Regions from separate parts of the Mus musculus genome. Here region 1 is linked to region 2. A link is a contact called in public promoter capture Hi-C data. All regions are on one chromosome and are shown on one strand. Each heading gives the region's core, a stretch centred on a gene start, on an enhancer-like site or on the middle of the called end of the contact. The rest is flanking DNA. Distances are from core to core; before and after follow the strand shown.

The links. Promoter capture Hi-C pulls out the DNA fragments that hold promoters and counts their contacts.
Region 1: a promoter capture Hi-C map of pre-B cells shows a contact between it and region 2, with 2.3 times the contacts expected there. The contact joins the promoter of Plekha3 here to the promoter of Arl6ip6 in region 2. A contact is called at or near these places in 4 of 39 promoter capture datasets (the C10 cell line, cranial neural crest, liver and 1 more).

What each region holds. Positions count from the first base shown.
Region 1 is chr2:76,670,224-76,677,157 of GRCm38.p6, forward strand. Plekha3 (pleckstrin homology domain-containing, family A (phosphoinositide binding specific) member 3) reads left to right here and starts at 5,092. Exons shown (of 8, transcript NM_031256.3): 1 at 5,092-5,411. The coding sequence starts at 5,372. It overlaps Gm39860 (a long non-coding RNA gene), which reads left to right and starts at 5,418. Exons shown (of 2, transcript XR_866494.2): 1 at 5,418-5,627; 2 at 5,770-6,934. It overlaps Fkbp7 (FK506 binding protein 7), which reads right to left and starts at 2,875. Exons shown (of 4, transcript NM_010222.2): 1 at 2,583-2,875; 2 at 1,474-1,625. The coding sequence starts at 2,791.
Region 2 is chr2:53,188,480-53,195,273 of GRCm38.p6, forward strand. It overlaps Arl6ip6 (ADP-ribosylation factor-like 6 interacting protein 6), which reads left to right and starts at 3,605. Exons shown (of 4, transcript NM_022989.4): 1 at 3,605-4,043; 2 at 5,805-5,858. The coding sequence starts at 3,644. Prpf40a (pre-mRNA processing factor 40A) reads right to left here and starts at 2,775. Exons shown (of 26, transcript NM_018785.3): 1 at 2,544-2,775; 2 at 1,490-1,621. The coding sequence starts at 2,753.

The DNA.
Region 1 (6,934 bases), core at 3,842-6,341, about 23 Mb after region 2:
AGAAGATAAGGGTACAATTACTTCTGATAAAACTCTTGGTCAAATGACTTCCTTCCCCATCGATCATATAAGAAATGGCCCATTTCCCCATGTCTCTGTCAGTATTCTCGTCCTCGCTAGTGGGATAAGCAAAAAATGATACCTTGTTTGTGTTCTAATTTTGCTCCAATTATGGATATAATTAAGCGTTCCATTAGAATCAAAGACAATTTGTGTTTTATTAGTTTATGAACTTAGCTTACTTCTAGGGCTAGATCACCTACCCACCAGTTAATCATATTTCCCCAACTTTCTGCAGGTTCACATATCTTCTTGCTCTAGGATCTATTTAAAAGTAGGCACAACTCTGAAACTTATTTTTTCTGCATCTGAAGGATTCTCCTGAGTTGGGGGAAGAACGACTCACCGCTCAGAGGTACCATCCTTCTATCCTGAAATTGTTCCTGACTCCCAAGTTTTAACAACTTAACCTGGCTGCTTACTAATGATCTTTACTGGAAGCACATATGTAATACTAAAACCAAAAATGTCCAAGGGAGCTTATGGAATATACAGTCATCCTAAACACTGTGTCTATGCAGAGGATGAGAGTCTGGCTGGAGGTTGGTACTCCAATGCTGTCTTGTTTTCTTTAGACATGAAACGAAAGGTATAGGATGAATTAAATATAACAAGAATTTGTTAAACAAGTTTCTGTGATGATTTCTTCTGTAACTTTTTAAAATTGACAAAACACACCTAATTTAAAATTTACTTTTTTGTTGTTTTTTTTTTTGTTTGTTTTTCGAGACAGGGTTTTTCTGTATAGCCCTGGCTGTCCTGGAACTCACTTTGTAGACCAGGCTGGCCTCGAACTCAGAAATCTGCCTGCCTCTGCCTCCCAAGGGCTGGGATTAAAGGCGTGCGCCACCACTGCCCAGCAAAATTTACTTCCTTGACTATTTTTAAATAAGTATAAAGTACAATTGTGTTACAGTGCAATCTACATCTAGAACTCTTATCTTGATCACTGAAACACTATGCTATTCAACATCTCTCCTTTAGTCCCAGGTAACCACCCTCTGCTTTTGTGTCTGCTGGCTTGACTATTATAGATACTTCATATAATTGCAATCCTACAGTATTGATATTTTTTTGTGTCTGGCGTCTTTCACTTAGCGGATTAGTCTTTAAGGTTCATCTACACTGTAGCATGAGTCAGAATTTCACTCTTTTGAAAGCCTATGTAATATTTCACTGTGTGCCCTATACCCATTGTTTTATTTGCTCTCCCATCTCTGGACTCTTGGGTTTCTTCCACATCTTGCTTCTTGTGGACTGTGCTGTTACTGAGAACATAGATATGCAAATATCTCTTTGAGACTTACTTCCATTTTTAAAGAATATACAGATTTGTTTTGATTTTTTTTATAAACGACTTATCTTTTTTAAAGCTACTAAAAGATACAGCAAAAAAAAAAACCCACAACTTACCGTAGCCTTCTTTTCCATATGCAAACGAAGGCGGTATAATCACCTTTCTCTTTTCCCCAGGGCACATGTCCATCATAGCAATGTCCAGCCCCTTTATGACATGTCCGACACCAAGAACAAACCATTTGGGGTGGCCTTCATCTTGTGTCCGGCTATGAGAAACCATACTTAGTGTGTAAGTAAGACCATCTCATAAAGGAAACTTAAATACAGCTCAGGCACTTGTTACTTAAGACTGGAATCTCTTTCCCCACATTGCACCCTTCAGAACTCTGTCCTTTGCGAATTGTTTGGATCAAACTTCCCCATAAATTGGCAGAGCATATCATTGGAAAACATTCTGATTTCTGATTTTTGCCGTCCTTACAAAAACTACTCAATGGTTCACTTTTAAAAATGGGTCTCCTGCCTCTAACTAGCTGGATGGCTTGAACAAAATGACTCATTTACCTTCTCTGGGTTTGTTTCCCAAACCAAAGGGGCAGGCTGAGCCCTAAATTTCATTTTAAGAACGACTGAAAAATAGCATCCTGTCAAATTTCTCTTCTACGTTGGAAGAATAAGTTTTCCTCTAAATTGGAAAGAATTGCTAGACTGGAAAGATTGGCCTGTCTTTGAGGGGAAACAGTACAGCTAAACAGACTGCATTCAGTCAGACCGGACTAGGGAACAGAGAGAATGGATGTGATAACCAGAGTTTTAGAAAATGACCCACAAAGTCCAGAAGGAAACGCGGTAGCTTTCTTATACACTCTGTTTGGAATCAGACTTCAGCTCTGGGTAAGGAGAAAGTGTGAATATCTTTTCAAGAAGCCTCTAGATTTAGTTTTCCGGGTTCCAAGGACAGTGGTGGTGGTCAGTGCTCTGCCTGACGTAGTGAGTCTGCAGTCAGTTTACTGCGCTTACATTTCAAATAACTAAAAACATTCAGTTTTGTTTAGGGAATGTCTTCTAATCTAAATCGGCATGAAGGCTTAATTTACTGTTAAAAAACAAAACCAAAAAACCTTAAAACAAAACAACCAGTTAGGCTCTGGCTGCTGCTGCTGGTGGTAGTGGGCAAGATGTGGTCTATCAACTGAACTTGAACTGGACGGAGCATCTCCTACCTGCAGTAGAATTTGGAGCCGTCTTTAGCCAAGTAGCCATCGTAATGGGCATTTAGCAAGTCTCCTTTCCTGCTTGTTTTGGAGCAGTTTTCTGGACGGTGCAAAACTTCTATTTTCACTTCCTCAGTGCTTTCTTCTTTTGTTTGTCCCTGAGCATCGGAACAACACCACAGGCTAAGGAAAACTGCTAGTCTGAATAGGAGATTCATGTTTCCCAAAGCAGCACTCCCAGGCCCAGTGTAAGCCCCACAGAGTGTCAGCAGGCTGATCAGACTGAATTGGGACGCGTGGCAGGCATTGTCCTACGTCACAAAGGTCCAAGGCGGGGCTACGAGAGGCCCCGCCCCCTCTCGCACCAGCAAATCGCCGCCGGTTGGAGTGTGTCTTGGCCGTTGGGTGCTCCGGTTGGCTGTACTCTGGCTAGAATAGCACCGCACACCCTGTCCGCAGGTTTCTTTCGCCTGCAGTAGTCAGACTTGCGTTTCCTGAAATAAAACTGGCATTATGGTGGTCGTTTCTAGGCACTTAGGAGATGCTGCAAAATTTTATGGGCTCCACTTGATGCCCTGATCTTGCCTCTCCAACACTGCCTCTGCTAACGGATTGCTTGAATGGCTTGGTTTTAAATTTTTAAATGCTACACTGACCCATTTGGCCATAGAAAAAGAATAGATAGCTGTAGGATCCTAAATACAGTATTTTTAAAATATTAAAATGTTGGGCCAAGAAATTGATACAAAATGCAAACAGGTCACGGTGGGATATTCTAGTCGTTATTCTTTCTAATCACAGGCTTCTAAGGCCCCTACGGACTTGACAGGCACAGTGGATGCAGACATTTTTGGAAGAATAGGTTCTTGACAATATAGGTTGGCTGCTCTTCTCTGGATATTTGTGGAAGTCCTTGAAGGATATTTTTGGAGGGGGGGATATGGTAGTTGGAGTACTGCGAAAAAAGACTCCAGGCCATGTCTACCGCATGCAGCCAGGAGACTCTCAGAACACACAGTGGAGTGTCTCCAGGGCTTCAGCAGCCCATGCCCGGCATTGCAAAAGATAACTTGTGTTTCTGTCCCTAACCTCTTGAGGCCGCCCTTGAGGTGAAGGCCTTTAGCAGAGAAAAGCTTTTTTTTTTTTTTTTTCTCCCATGAGAATTCATTCACATCAGACAGGAAAACTGACTATTGAACATTTTGTTCCAATTTCACAGCTGGCTAATAGACAACAGAGATTAGTCCAGTCTCTTGATATATCCCCCTTATCCTTTTAGTATGATAAACCTTTCAAACAACACAAAACTCGAATTTTATGGTAAGTGTCAGATGCCCTCCACAGTTGAACTATCATTACTGAACTCTATGTGATTTGTTGAATATTCAGCTCGTCGATTCCCCAAGTGGACATCCCGATCACCCTATTCAGTCAGCCTTCCTGGAAGGATAAGCCAGGGATTTCACTACCTCAATACTGACTCTGCTTTATGCAAAGTAATTGGAATTTGCAAAACTTTCTAAATCTAAAAGTTGTCAAGTGTGTAAGGACGCCCTTCCAAGTGAGATTAAAAAAAAATTAAGAGAAATCCTTTTAAAAACAAAACAAAAATAGGATGCACGATACCTTCTTAACATTTTTCTTCTTAACCTCTTCTTTCCTGTGTGTGTGTGTGTGTGTGTGTGTGTGAGAGAGAGAGAGAGAGAGAGAGAGAGAGAAAGAGAGAGAGAGAGAAGGGGGGTCTGTCTGGCCTAGAAGTCACTGCGTAGACCAGGCAGGCTTGGAACTAACAGAACTCATCTGCCTTCCTCTGCTTCCTAAATGCTGGTATTAAAGGCATACATCGTGATGTATGACATTAAAAGAAAAAAAAATGTGTGTGTGTGTGGGGGGGGGGCCGGGGGGGGGATGCGTGTAACATGGCCCATGTGTAAATGAGGTTCTTTCCTTCCACTGTGTGAGGCCCCCAGGACAGTACTGGTCAAGCTCCCGGAGGCAAGCGCTTTACTTGGAAAGCTATCTTGCCAACCCTAGTTCCATAAGACCTTGTTGGAGGACCTCTCTGGCCTGCATACTACTTTCTTAAAAGAAGGATGTAGCCCAGGCTGGCCTTTGGTCCTTCCTGCCTCAGCCTCTAGAGTGCTGGGATTACAGGGCCTTGCCATTGCTCCAGCTTTTCCTAGGAGGTAACTTCCTACTTCCCCGGAGTGTGAGCACTGGAAGCTCCAAGAAATGAGCAACCCTTGATTTTATTGAAAAAGATCCGAAGGAGGCGAGGCCTTCGGCAGCCGCCTTGTGCAGGATGCCCCGGGAGTTGGTCTGCTGCGGACTGGAGATGTCCGGATGCGGGGCAGCCGGGGAGCGGGGGACCGCGGAGCCGCCCCACGAGGGCGCGCGGCGCAGCCTCGGGCACGCGGCCGTCCCGCAGCCCCGCCGCCGGGGAGGGGTTTCGTGGGCCGAGCCGGCCCCTTTCATCCAGGAAGTGAAAGCGACGTCGGGGTCAATGAAAACAAGCCGGGAAGCCCGAGGGGAAGGAAGGCAGGCGTGCAGGAGGGCAGCGCCGGGGCTCGTGGAGCGGTGGCGGAGCGGGAGGGCGGCGGGCGCTGGGGTCGTCCCGGGGGTCGCCGCGCCGTTCCCGCTGGGGATGTCCGCGCCTCGCGGCCTCCGAGCAGCACGGGGCGCCCGCCGGCCGGGCCTCTGAGGGCCGCCGGGTCGGGGCGGAGGGCTGCGGGCCCGCGCCTCCGCAGCAGCGCGGCCGGCGCCGGGCCAGGAGGATGCGCGGCGCCGGGCTCTGAAGCATGGAGGGGGTTCTGTACAAGTGGACCAACTATCTCACAGGTACGGGGCGGGCGGCGTGGGGCGGCGGGCAGTCGGGCCCTTGGGCACCCCCTGGCAAGCCGCGGCACTCAGTTCCGCGCTCGATGCCCTCCGACCCTTCCACTGCCCCTCGTGGGGCCCATTACGGGCCTCTTCGATTGGGAGTTCGAGACTGCGTACCAGCCTGAGGATGGGACACCACCAAAAACCTGCACTGCCCCTTGTGCCTCGGAAACAGTATCCCATCATCTCTTTTATCCACTGTCTCCTTCATCCACGCTCTATGGACAGCATTTGTAAAGTGTGTGTGTGCATTTGATTTTAAGATTTTTTTTTTTTTTTTTTTTTTTGTATATTCCTTTACATTTTCTTACCACAGGTTTGAAAGTCCACTTGTTGCGGCTGGCTGAGCTCATCAAGTGTGCTTTTGGAAGCTATCCTCAGAGAAGGTTCTTAAGGATTGGTTTTCTGTGAGGTTTGGGAATTTGGGTAATTGTGAGACATAGTGGAAGAAAGCACATTTTTAACACCACGGGAATTCGAGTCATTGTGAGAAATGGTTGGAAGTGCAGCCCAGAAGGAGCGGGCAAGTTTCCCTGGTGGGGTAGTTAGAAGAAAGCTGTTTGTATAGAAATGGGATCAGCAGCAGGGGGCTGTCCCTGCCTGTGATATTGGAAGTCTGGCTTTTAAAACACACCTTAAATCCATACATACTCTGTGATCTTTGTAAGAACTAACACCAAAGGCAGGTGGTATTCATTCAGGACCCCAGTTGGATAGGCCTGGGTGGTTAGCCATTTTGTCCCAGAGGTACTTTCCAACCTCTGAATCCCATGATCTCACTGAACTAGAGGAAAACCGGCGGCTTGAAGGGAATTGTGGGCAGTTCTCAGATTCTTAGTTACAAAGGATGGGCAGTTGTCATCTTGCTGCTGCTCACATACTCTGCCCAGTATTGAGCATCCTGTGATGCACTCAGCTAGTGTTCATCTAACTTGTGGGGAGCTGCAGGCAAACCCTGCTAGGGCTAAATGCTTGGTTGTATCTGGCTAGAGCCAGATTTACGATAGCCAGCGGCTTGATGTTTATAATGCACCGTGTTTTCTGCTCGAATGGAAAACCAAATAATCATGCAAATGACAGTTTTTTACTGGAAGCCTTGAGACATCAGGCCGACACTTTTTGCTAAGAGTTTTCCTTTGGGCCCTTGCGGGCACTGATTGCTGGTGGAGGTGCGGTATCAGCTTTGAGGTCCATATCCTTTAAGCTTGGAGATGCAAATGTTTTTGAGCACACTGTCTTTGGAGGTAAGGCGGGAGGAATATTTTTAGCATGGCCCAGAGCAATGGGGCAGTTACAGCCATGAGTCATAATTACAGGGAAATTGCTCTTGGGGTGAAATGTTCTTGTGGGAGGTGTCCTCATAGCCTGTGGTACAGAGAGCCAACGCATGCTGCTGTGGCTTTAGTTTTTATGGTGCGTTTTAATTTAACTTCTAGTAAGCATTGGAGAGCTTGCTGAGGCGGAAGTCTTTTGTTTGGAAT
Region 2 (6,794 bases), core at 2,355-4,854:
GAAAAGAGAGAAGCGTCTGGCAGTAGCAAATTGTTTTATTTTATCTTTCTGTGGAAAGAAACTAATTTTAAATAAGAACCAGAGCATTAGAGAATAAATATTTTTTAAAGCTCATTATCTAGTTAGAGCAGCTCTACCAAGAAAACAAGAAGGGTTTTGTGCTGCTTAGAGATGGAAAGATACAGAAAAAGAATCAAGAGTTGTCTCTGCATATCCTAGGGAGTTTTAAAGTATTATTATTCGAGAGTAACAGAGCAAAAGAATCTTTTCTATAAGGAACTCCTGCAGGCAGAATCTTTTCAGTTTGGTGCCTTTGAATACAATTTTCTTATCCAAAATTAAGGGCTATATTCCAAATATAAAAGAAAACCACTTAACACTGAGCCATTCTACTCTTTAAAATAAAAAAAGCAAACAAACAAAAAAACACAAGTTCCTGTTTCCCCCTGTAATTTCACCAGTAACTTTAGCCTTCATTGCTCAAACCATCGTCAAACTCAATAGTACTCATTAGCAAAAGAAAATATACAACTGGCTTTCTAAAATATTCTGCTAATCAAAAATTTCATGACTTATCAAGATATTCAACTGGAATAACCCAGCCCACCTAAGAATCAGTGTATTATATAGAACCTAGCATAGGACAGAACTGTTGATGCACCTCAAGCTCTTGTCTTTCTTGACCACTTCTCTAGAAATTCTACCCGTGTTCCTGAGTCATCTTAAAACCTTTTAATCCAATCACTCCTACGAAAAAACGTCCATTTACGATTTGTGCTAGAGATTCAAGGGGCAACGCACAAGTAGGAGTATAGAAGCAATTATCATTCAAAAATTAAGTAGAAAATGAGCTACCTATTTGGCACTGTCCAGGAAAGAATTAGTAATAGAGCAGAAAATCCCTCCGCACCCCAAACAAGAGGAAGATACTCCAAGAATAAAATTCATTCTACATGAAAACCCCAAGTAACTACTATTTTTCTGATGCTAGGCTTTACACATTCACCACGATTATCTTCTGATATATATTTACTCCTAGACCATTAATAATTATAATGCCTGAAATAAAGTCACTAAGTTAAATAGATTAGATGTATACTCTCACTTTAAATTATTTGCTTGGTTTTCCAGATAGGGTTTCTCTGTCTTGGAACTCAGTCTATAGATCCAGGCTGGCCTTGAACTCAGAGATCTAACTGCCACTGCCTCCCAAGTGCTGGGATCAAAGGCGTGCGCCACCACAGCCGGCTTATTTTTTTTAAAGCTTAATTTTGTTGAGGAAGTCAGTTAATTTTTTCTCATACAGTCTTACTACATTCAAAATTTGGTTACAGACATGAGCAATGTAATGTTTTGTCTTGTTTGAAGACATTACGTGGATATAAACTAACCTTTAAAGGGCTGCAAGTACACCACTGACTTACATCTTAAATACATCTCGACACACTCAAACAAAACTAAGCAAGCCAAAGGGAAAGCGTCTTCTTACTTGTCCCATTGGAGGCCCTCCCATAGGGGGCATCATCTGTGGCATCATTCCATGAGGTACAGGAGGCATGTTTGCTCTCTGACCCATAGGGTGCATGCCCATTGGTGCATAATGCATGCCAGGATGCCCCATCTGAAAAATAATAAAAAGGGAGAGTGAGAGACAGTTAAATGCTTCTTTAAAATGTCATTTCAAAAACAACAACTAAAACCCATCAATTAAGGCACAATATTAAATCACTGTGATTAAATTACAGTATTAGCATATACTGAAGTTAATCTTAATTACACTACAGTGATTATTAGATGGGGCCTGAAAATTTACAAAATAATGGAAAAGTTAAACCCATTAGCGGATTACAACCCCTCTCCAATGACTTAACAAACTGTTAAATGACTGGTCAGACTTGGTGACTATGTATTGAATTCCAACTTAAAAAATTATTACGATGAACACAACTTCCGTCACCTTTATACACATAACCAGCTTATACTACTTAAAATTACATTCATATGGACAAGACCTAAAACAGAGTGCGGGTACCCAAGAGTACTTCACAAATGTTTTAATAGAGTTAAACTGTCCCAGACACTAACAAATTCATGCCGTTTTAGGGAGCTTAAAATATAATACTTCCATTGTTCCTGGCTTGAAACTAAGTATCCGCAGCCAATTCTCCCAACCGAATCCCCCAAGCCCTGCAAATCACCACCACTCCCGGAGAAATAAGACCGCAGCAGCCGCTCCTTAAGTCCCACAGACTTAAGTGTCCCTACTGTAAGTCAAGCCTGGGGCTCTCAGATGCACAGTCCGCCCGGGGCCCAGCACCTTCCTTCTTCCTAAGGCATCTATCTACCTAGGCCAAGACCACTGGCAAGTCCAAGGTCCCACCTATTTCTTTGTGTGTTCCCGCCCTCCATCTCTCCCCCTTGGGACGTAGCCCACCATCTGCAGCTCTCTTCCTGATATGCTCTTCTCCGTTTGGAGAGAGCTTCCTGTTTCTCTGACTCGGTTTTTCATTGTGCCGCTTTCCCCTACCCCGCCGATCCCTTACCGAGGGCCGTCTCCTCAGGAAGCCGTCAGCAGAGACCCAAGAACTGGAGCACAGGTTTGAGCCGGACAATCTCCGCTCCCCGTCCCCGGGACCCCGCGAGGGAGGTTGGCTCTCCATTTCACTCACCATGAGGCCTCCACGCTCGGCTCCAGTCCCCGGCCTCATCGTCGGGCTCAGACTGCTCCGTCGGCGGCCACTGCCGCTGCACATACCAACAAGAAGCGATCTGAGTGGCTGGCGCCCGCCGGGGCCAAAGGGTAAAGGCTGCCCTGAGCTGCGGGGCGGGATCAGCGGGGCCAATAAACTGACAGGCTTCCCTACTGTCCAATCAGAGCGCGAGACCGACAGGCAGCTCTGCGGCGATTCGCCCCCTGCCTCGCTCGGCGTCGCCTGCATGGAGGGGGGGGGAGGGGGGACGGAGGAAGTTTCTGCGTCGAGTGCTCTGCCGGGGAAACTCTACCAACTTCCCCCAGGAAAGGGGACACGGCGGGGACCCAGATTCCCGGGTTCGGGCCACCGCACCCCGTCGGGGGGTGGGGCAGTGGCGTCCAGCCCCTCGCCCTAGTTACGTTCGCCCCACAAACCTGAGGCCACCAGGGGTGGGGTGGGGGTGGGGCGGGGGAAGCGGCACCCGGCGTTAGCGGCCTAGTGCGCGCGCGCGCGGTTGCCCTGGGGAGGGGGTCGTGCCTTTGGGGGTGGGGGGGAGAAACTCGAGAGCTGCGCGCGCGCCCGGCATAGTGAAGGGCGGAGGCGCGAACTGTATCTGGCGGGGAGCGGTAAAGACAGAGATCTCTCGCCCGAGGGAGGAAGCGACTGGCGGTTAGGAAGGCGCGGAACTGCGGTCATGGGGCTCGAGAGGTGCGTGCCCACAGGACCCGAAAGGGTGGAATAAATGAGAGTGTTGTCGCGGCGGGCCATGGGCGCGCGCTCCCACGGCGCCTCCGGAAGCGGAGTCCCCGGGTAACCCGCTCTTGCACTCCCCTACGGTTCTGCGCGCGGTGGTTGGGTCCGCCGACGGCCGTCTCTGATTGGCTGTAGCCGGGGCGGGGCGTGGCGGTGGTGGACAGCCGACCTTCGCGGGACTCTCAGTCTTTCCCGCCATGTCGTTCGTGGAGAGTTGGAGGTTTGCGGGCGCGCGGAGGCGCCGTCAGGTTACCCCAGGCCCTGCGACTCGGCCCGGGTATTCCGACTACACTCAGGGGGACAGCTGGGGTGAGGGCGAAGGCGACGAAGACGAGGGATGCGACCAAGTGGCCCGCGACTTGCGGGCAGAGTTCTCAGCCAGGGCGTCGTCGGAGACCAAGAGGGCCCCGCTACTCCCCCGGGTCGGGGACGGGTCTCCGGTCCTGCCGGATAAGCGCAACGGCATCTTCCCGGCCACTGCGGCCAAGCGAACCCAGGCTCGGCGGTGGCCCATCCAAGCCCTTTCCATTCTCTGTTCGCTGCTGTTCGCCGTCCTCCTTGCTTTCCTTCTCGCCATCGCCTACATGATCGTTAAAGGTATTGAAGCCCAGGCCTTGAAAGGCTGTCCAGCGTAAAGTGCAGCCAGTACATCACACGCCCCCATTCACACTCTCCTCCCAAAGCGTTCCCTCGAGACTGCTATCGTCCCTTTTGTCTTCTCTCCCTAGATGGACGTCCTTGCTCCGTCATGAGACCCATTTAGAAAAGATCTTTGGCTAAATCTACAGTCTTTAATGCCGTAAAGGCATTGAACACTTTGAGTTGAAACAGCAGAGCCCCTTACTTTTAAAAGGATCAAAAAAGTACGTGTAAGAAAGTACTGCTGTACGTCCTAAGGCTGATGTTAAGAGACATGCTGGGTTTGCACTGTTCTCTGAACCTAGGACAAGGATCCCCACCCCCACCCCATCCCAAGTTTCTACTTTTCTCTCTCTCTCTCTCTTTCTTTCTTTTTTTCTTTTTTGAGACAGGGTTTCTCTGTATAGACCTGGCTGTCCTGGAACTCACTTTGTAGACCAAACTGGCTGGCTTTCTTTCTTTCTTTTTTTTTTTTAATATTCTTTTTTAAAAATTTTTATTAGATATTTTCTTCATTTACATTTTAAATGCTATCCTGAAAGCCCCCTATACTCCCCCCCCCCCCGCCCTCTCGCCCTGCCCCCCTACCCACCCACTCCCACTACTTGGCCCTGGCATTCCCCTGTACTGGGGTATATAAAGTTTACAAGACTAAGGGGCCTCTCTTGCCAATGATGGCCGACTAGGCCATCTTTTGATACATATGCAGCTAGAGTCAAGAACTCCGGGGTGCTGGTTAGTTCATATTGCTGTTCCACCTATAGGGTTGCAGTTCCCATTAGCTCCTTGGGTACTTTCTCTAGCTCCTCCATTGGGAGCCCTGTGATCCATCCAATAGCTGACTGTGAGCATCCACTACTGTATTTGCCATGGCCTTGATTTCTGAGTTCAGAAACCCGCCTGCTTCTGCCTCCCAAGTGCTGGGATTAAAGACACATCACCACGGCTTGGCTAAGTTTCTACTTTTATAGGCAAAAATGGTTTTTCTATTTTTCCCTTGTAATCAGGTAGAGTTATTTCAGGACAAGCCTATTCTACTGTGTCAGAAATTGACATATTGTCCAAATAGCAATGCTCAGAAAGACCCTCTTCCCCCATTTGAATTTGTTGTATGATTTAGTATTTATTGTAGTAGAAAGAGATTTTAATTCAGTTAGTGCTGACTTTGCCAATTCTTGAGAAATAGAAACATGAAAACTATTTTGTATTAAAAGGATTCAACACTCATTCTTGTGTTGCCTTTACTAATTAAAATTAAATCTCCAGTTCAGTTTTGCTTTATTTCCTCCCATTCCCTAATGGGATGCAGGTGGCCCTTCAACAGTTTTTTTTCCCACTTCAGCCATGATAGATTTGTTATTCACGTAGTTTATTTTTCTTTTGTAACATAAAGGTATATACCCATGAGTAGACGTTCATTGCAGAGGACAGTGGCATTTTGGAGAATGGAGTGAGGAACTGAAGTCAAATTCTGTTATGCCCTGAAGTTTCTTTTGTACAAATTTTCTTCAACACATCCAGGAGATAAACACTAGTCTCGTGTTTATTGCACTTGACTCTTGTAGAGCTATTTGCATGAAGGTAGTAAATCAGAAATTTAACCTAGCTCTGACTTTAGGGTCCTTTTGACATTGAACAGTGTCTTCAAAATGCCTTTGGATATTCATGTCATGAAGGAACACTAACTACTCTTCTACCTAAACCTCTTTGTATTTACAGAATTGCATGCAGAAAACTTGAAAAATGAAGATGATATACATACTGGGCTGTTAGGTATGAACTGATCATTTTATTCATCCAATCGCTTATTTTAGTTTTCCCAAATTAAGCTTAAGTTATAGAGGCTTTGGGATAAATATTTTACATATGTCATGTGTAGCTGGTTCTGTAGTGTTATTTATATGTTTGTGGTAAATGTTACTAGATTTCCTTTTTAGGTATACATTTAGATAATTTTCATAATTTTATAATGGGCCACTAATGCATGTATACAGTATTCAACGTAACTTTGCATGACATTGGTCCACTAGTTCCTTGAAGTAGTTTCTAATTGTGTTTTGGAAGAAGCTCCTTATACTACTTCAGGAATTTAAAACTAGAAACTTGCTCACAAACTTAGCCAATATAAATAGTATCCGAAACAGACTTCAGAAGAATGTCCACATGTATTTGTACGCAGTTTGTCTTGAGATACAAATTTTAAAATAAGAATTATTTGCCATTAATGTCTAGTTGAGTCAGTTAAGTTTCCATTGTCCAAAATATCATACATTATGTAGTTTATAGCTACTGAAGAGGATTATTGATGGTGTCTGTCTCTCTCGTAGATAATTTTGAAGAGTTTAGAATTTTATCTAGTGATATATTTTACTATTAAAATTCAGAATGAGGAAAACAGCTATTTTTACAACAGAACTAACTGCCAAGACAGAACCCTCTATGAGCCTCTAATCTAGTGGAGAATAAATGCTGTCAGTATCACTTAGAGACAGCATGACCATGACAGCTTTTATGTAGGAAAACATTGAATTGGGGGCAGGCTTACAATTCAGAGGATTTTTTAGTTCTTTATCATCACGGCGGGAAGCATGGCGGCATACAGGAAAATGTGGTGCTGAGAGTTCTACATCTGGGTCAGCAGGCAGCTGGAACAGTGAGGCACTGGCCTGGCTATAGCATCTGAACCTCAAACCCACTCCTAGTGACACA